2 separate regions of the Macaca mulatta genome follow, and region 1 is linked to region 2. Evidence: chromatin contacts called from public Hi-C data. All regions are on one chromosome and are shown on one strand. Each heading gives the region's core, a stretch centred on a gene start, on an enhancer-like site or on the middle of the called end of the contact. The rest is flanking DNA. Distances are from core to core; before and after follow the strand shown. Region 1 holds the start of VAMP1 (vesicle associated membrane protein 1). Region 2 has its middle 15 kb from the start of CD27.

What was found. A called contact is a pair of places that touch in the nucleus more often than the background predicts.
Region 1: a Hi-C map of cortical neurons shows a contact between it and region 2, with 2.5 times the contacts expected there. The contact joins the promoter of VAMP1 here to the enhancer-like site in region 2. A contact is called at or near these places in 5 of 14 Hi-C or Micro-C datasets (CD4 T cells, blood, cortical neurons and 2 more).

The regions. Positions count from the first base shown.
Region 1 is chr11:7,425,012-7,427,711 of T2T-MMU8v2.0, forward strand. It overlaps VAMP1 (vesicle associated membrane protein 1), which reads right to left and starts at 1,441. Exons shown (of 5, transcript NM_001261331.1): 1 at 1,301-1,441. The coding sequence starts at 1,302. LOC144332754 (a long non-coding RNA gene) reads left to right here. Exons shown (of 2, transcript XR_013400815.1): 2 at 1,236-2,700.
Region 2 is chr11:7,382,103-7,384,912 of T2T-MMU8v2.0, forward strand. No RefSeq gene overlaps it. Among named protein-coding and RNA genes, the nearest start is that of CD27, 15 kb to the right of the region's middle. Within about 2 kb of position 1,444, at least 8 of the 40 cell types and tissues checked have an H3K27ac peak or open chromatin away from gene starts, as enhancers often do. A contact at or near this core is called in cortical neurons, where this site is marked.

The DNA of each region.
Region 1 (2,700 bases), core at 191-2,690, 43 kb after region 2:
ATCTAGTTCTCGACTTAAGGCAGAAAATTCAATGACTAGGTAGCAGCCAGGGTTGGAAGCAGTCCAGGATGGTGGCACCAATGACAAGATTAAGGTCAGAGACCTCGTGATGCCCCGCTAGCCACCAGGATTTCTCCGTTGCCTTCTGTTCATCCCACGTGGATACCATCTGGAGGCCCCCGCCCCAAAATGAAAACAACTGGAATTCTACGGCTTGCCCAAAATGCATAGAACACTCATATCTGGTTAAAACCATAGTAATCAAAAGAAAAAGTGAAATGGCTATGAAGTATTTGCAAGGCCAATTTCACTTACTACTTGTTGGGAGTTGGAAACATTCAGCAGTAAAATATCTAGGGATAATTACAACCCTTATGTAACACAAGTAAATCTTTCCCTTTTTTGTCACTTATAGAAGCAACATAAATACATCTAGGACCAGGCCAGGGTAGGAATCAGAAAGAAAAAATCTGTATTAGACATATTGAGGTCTTGAAAGAGAAGTACTTCATTTGTTTAGCCGTAGTTTTCCCACAGGATCTTGTGAAGGGGGTGATGTTGAAGATTGCTGGAGACTAAACTGTGTGTGTTGGAGGAAAGGAGGAAGCTCCGCTCTCCCTATTTCTCCTCCAAATATTTGATAAGACTCGGTGATAGAAAAACGTCTCTTATACGAGCGGCCTCGGCATGAACAGCCGCTTGGGATGACAGGCCACTATCCCACTACCCCTTGAGTCTTTCTGAGCTGCTCACCTGGTGCCAGAGAACTGGCAGATAAGTTTCTGGAACTTTGCTCACTGCCATGAGGGGGGCTAGACATCACACTTTGGGTGAGGGGTAAACAAATCCAGAGATTGTAGGGCAACCCAAGTTAACAACTGGCAGTTGCACCCATGACTGTCTTTCCTGAAGCGCTAAGCAGTTATTTAGCCAGATGACAGAAATGCCTTTCGAGTCCCTTGCCCAGTTGTCCCCATCCACCACCCCCAGCCCCCGCCCTCTCCGAGTCTCCACTATACTAAAACCAGAATGAGGCGCCACTCAGACGACAGGAGAGGGTGCAGTGATTGCGGGACCCCTGTGCCCCTGCACTGCCCGTGGGGTGCTAGCTGTGGCTGGTGCGAGAATGGGGTGCTAGCCCCCCTCCCTGGGGGTGGCCCGGTCCGGAGGCGGCGCGCGGTGGTGACTCCCCGCGTTGCTGCAGCTGCTGCAATGCGCCATTTTCCGTCCCGCAGAGTCGGGAGCTTGGAGTGAGAGTTGTCAAGGAGGTGCCGAGCCTCCCACACCAGAGTCAACTCACATTTTTCTGACAGAGAGAGTGAGGGTCTGTTCCTCTCCCGAGGCTGCGGCGAGACACCCGGCGGGGGACGCTGCAGCTGAAGTGGACGGAACTGACGAGCTCCGCCTGGCGCCGACCACTCCGAGGTCTAGCTGCGGTGGAACTTACTGCAGCTGCCGCGCCGGCCCCCGCCTTTATTAGCGCTGACCACGCCTCCCGGATAACGGTGACAACCCCGTGGCCCAATCCATGCCCAGGACGGTCGCCCAGCGCTACAGGCCTAGCCCGCCCCGCCCCTGCCAATTGCCAGTCACAAGTCTCCTCTCATCCGACTCCGGAAAGGAGCGGTTGCTGTGAGGAGCCTTCGGTGATCAATGCAACCATAGCTTGCGCTCCAGTCTGGCGGAGGGACGGGGCGGGGTGGAGGTGAGGTCTGTGCCTTCGGAGGGCGCTTCAGCAGTTCATTAGGCGTTTGTGGTGCCTCCCAACCAATCGCTGGGCAGTTACTGAAGACCGTGTCCGCCCCTGCCCCGCCCCGTGCCCGGACTCGCGCGTTCCGCGGGAGGCGGTGGCTCCCTGGGGCGCGCCCAGCCCTGGTGCCCAGCCCTGGTGCCCAGCCCTGGCCCTCGCTCCGCCCCTACCGCCCCGCCTCTGACTAACGCTCTGAGGGTGCGGGAGCTTCGAGACACAGCCACAAGCTCCCGGTGCCAGATAGCAGATGCGGGGTTCAGTCCCACCAAAGCAAGCATGAAACTTTCGTTCCTCAGTTTCTTTCAACATAGCCTTCCTAAATTGAACTCCCTCCCAAATCTGCTCCAGTCCAGGTTACCACATCGACTCAGTAGCCCAGACCAGAAACCTGGAAACCATCCTAGATTGCCTCCCCTTCACCTTTACCTCTCCCCCAGTTATCTGCCAAGTCCAGCTGATTTTTCCTTCTTGGTATTCCAGTAGTTATTTCCCCTCTGCTCACTATTATCCGTTTCCTGGACTCTATCAGTTGGAAAATTCACCATTATTTTATGTTCCACTAAGAAAAAAGGTTATATGGCGGGGCGCAGTGGCTCACACCTGTAATCCTAGCACTTTGGGAGGCCGAGTCAGGCAGATCACCTGAGCTCAGGAGTTCGAGACCAGCCGGGCCAACATGGCGAAACCTCTGTCTCTACTAAGAATACAAAAATTAGCCGGGTGTGGTGGCGGGCACTTGTAATCCCAGCTACTGGGGAGGCCGAGACAAGAGAATCGCTTGAACCTGGGAGCCAGCGGTTGCAGTGAGCCGAGATCAGGCCACTGCACTCTGGCCTGGGCAACAAGCAAGACCCTGTTTCAAAAAAAAAGGTTGCAAATTATCTGTGACAAATGCTTTCCTTACCATTTAGCATTTTTGCTTTACATGTATTGAAAATACAGATTTATAT
Region 2 (2,810 bases), core at 194-2,693:
AGACACCGTCTCAAAAAAAAAAAAAAAAAAAAAAAAAAAACCTTGTACATGAATGTTGACAACAGCATTATTCATAATAGCCAAAAAGTGGAACAAGCTTGGGCAACAAAACAAGCTTGGACAATGAAACCCTATCTCTACAAAAATAAAATAAAATAAAATTAGCTGGGCATGGTGGTGCACTCCTGTAGTCCCAGCTACTCGGGAGGATGAGGTGGGAGGATGACTTGAGCCTGGGAGGTGGAGGTTGCAGTGAGCTGAGATCACACCACTGCACTCCAGCCTGGGTGACAGAGAAAGACCCTACCTCAAAAAAACAAATAAATAAAAATAAGAAAATATGAAGTGGCAACAGCACTAACGAGTGGATAAACAAAACAAGGTATATATCTGTACAATGGAATGTCATTCAGCCATAAAAAGGAACGGACTGATATAAGCTACAACATAGATGAACCTTGAAGACATTATGCTACATGAAATAAACCAGATGCAAACGGTCACGTTTTATATTAATATGATTCCATTTATATGAAATGTCACAAATAGGCAAATCCATTGAGACAGAAGCTAGATTAGTGTTTGCCAGGGATTGGGGAGGGGAGAATTGGGAGTGACTGCGACTGCTGGTAAGACGTTTCGTTTAGGGGAGATGGAAATGATCTGGAATTAGCAGTGATATCTGCACATCTTTGCGAATACAGTAAAAGCACTGAATTGTACATTTTAAATGATTACAATGATTCATTTTATCTCAATAAAAGTCCAGCCACTGAATGGTACATTTTAAAATTATTAAAATGATTCATTTCATCTCAATAAAAGTCAACAGACACCAAGGATCCCTTCAGTTTGGGCTGGAGGTCAGTGTAGTTTGGGGGGTCATTGAGTGCTGAAGCAGAAAGAGTCTGGGGTCATGCAAGTCCCAGCTGCCATGTGACAAGTGAGGTAAAGGACACACCCTCTGTGCAGGTCTGAAGTCCCCTGACATTAGTAAGGGAGGGACAGCAGAGATTTCCCCTGCCACCAGGAGGCTTTTCTCAGTCCCCAGGGCAGATGGCAAGCGTATACCATGTTTGGCAGAGGCATCCCCGTGACTGTAGAGGCAATGCAGTTTGGGTCTGGAGGACAGGATTGCTGTGGGGAAGAGCCAAGGGTAGACTTCAGAACACTGGTGGTGACATAAGGATACAAAGACCTTGGACACAAAAGAGGAAACACAAACAGCGTAATCATGGAAAGATGCTCAGCCTCCCCCAGGAATGGGAAGAGTGCACACTGAAACAATGAGACAGCATTTTCCTCCAGTGAGATGCTCAAAAACAGCTTGCTAATATGAAAGGCTGGCAGGACGTGAGGAAATATGTGCTCTCATTCCACTGCTGGTGGGAGTGCGGATTTGTAGGGCCACTCTGGAGGGCAACTCGCCAGCATCTATTAAAGTGAAAAATGTGCACATCCTATGACTCAGCGATTCCAATGCCCAGCACTTATTCTAAAGAGACACTCCCACATGCACAGGGAAGTATGAGATGTTTATGCAACACCACTTAGGATCATGCATTGTTGGGAACAACCTAAGTATTCAGGAACCAGGAGAATGGCTAAAAAGCCTCTGCACATCCATTCTCTATTTAAGAAAACGAGTAGTTCTAGAAATATAAAATGAAATGATCTCCAAGACACATAACTGGATTAAAAGCGCAAAAAGCAAATCGTTGGACACATACTGTGTATCATTTATGGAAAAAAACAAAACAAACATAAAAATACAACTGTGCCGGGGGCGATGGAGAATTGTGCCTGGCAGGCTGAGTCATGAGGCCAGTTAACAAGCCTTTCTCTATCTGCAAAAAGAAGTAATTTAAAAAGCAATATAAGAAGAACATGGGGCCGGGCGCGGTGGCTCAAGCCTGTAATCCCAGCACTTTGGGAGGCCGAGACGGGCGGATCACGAGGTCAGGAGATCGAGACCATCCTGGCTAACACGGTGAAACCCCGTCTCTACTAAAAAATACAAAAAACTAGCCGGGCGAGGTGGCGGGCGCCTGTAGTCCCAGCTACTCAGGAGGCTGAGGCAGGAGAAAGGCGTAAACCTGGGAGGCGGAGCTTGCAGTGAGCTGAGATTCGGCCACTGCACTCCAGCCCGGGCGACAGAGCAAGACTCCATCTCAAAAAAAAAAAAAAAAAAAAAAAGAACATGGACCAGGGGCAGTGGTTCATGCCTATAATCTCAGCACTTTGAGAGGCTAGGGTGGAAGAATGTCTTGAGGCCAGGAGTTTGAGACCAGCCTGAGAAACATAAAGAGACCCAGTCTCCACATAAAATTAAAACTTAGTCAGGCATGGTAGTGTGCACCTCCAGTCCTAGATACTCTGGAGGCTGAGGTGGGAGGATCTCTTGAGCCCAGGAGTTCGAGGCTACGGTGAGCCATGATTGTGCCACTGCACTCCAGCCTGGGTAAGAAAGCAAAACCGTCTCTAAAAAAACAAAAAGAAGAAGAAGAACATGGAACTGCCAGACTTGGGCTATTTCATTTCCCAGAGATAATTTTTTTACCGAGTGGAGAGAAAATAGATGGTTTGTTCCTTAGGCTCTATTTCTTGCCCTGTGCTAGAATTATCGAAGCTTTGTGTAAGAGTTCCTTTAGCAAATATAGGTGGCCTGCAATGCCCCAAATAAGAGAGGAAAAGACAAAGGCAGATGTTACTGCTGTCAGTCATCTCAGATATGGAAAAGAGAGGCGGCCCCTTGCCAGGGAGAAGGAAGAGCCAGATGCTGTGCATGAGGCACTCTCCTACCTCCCCTA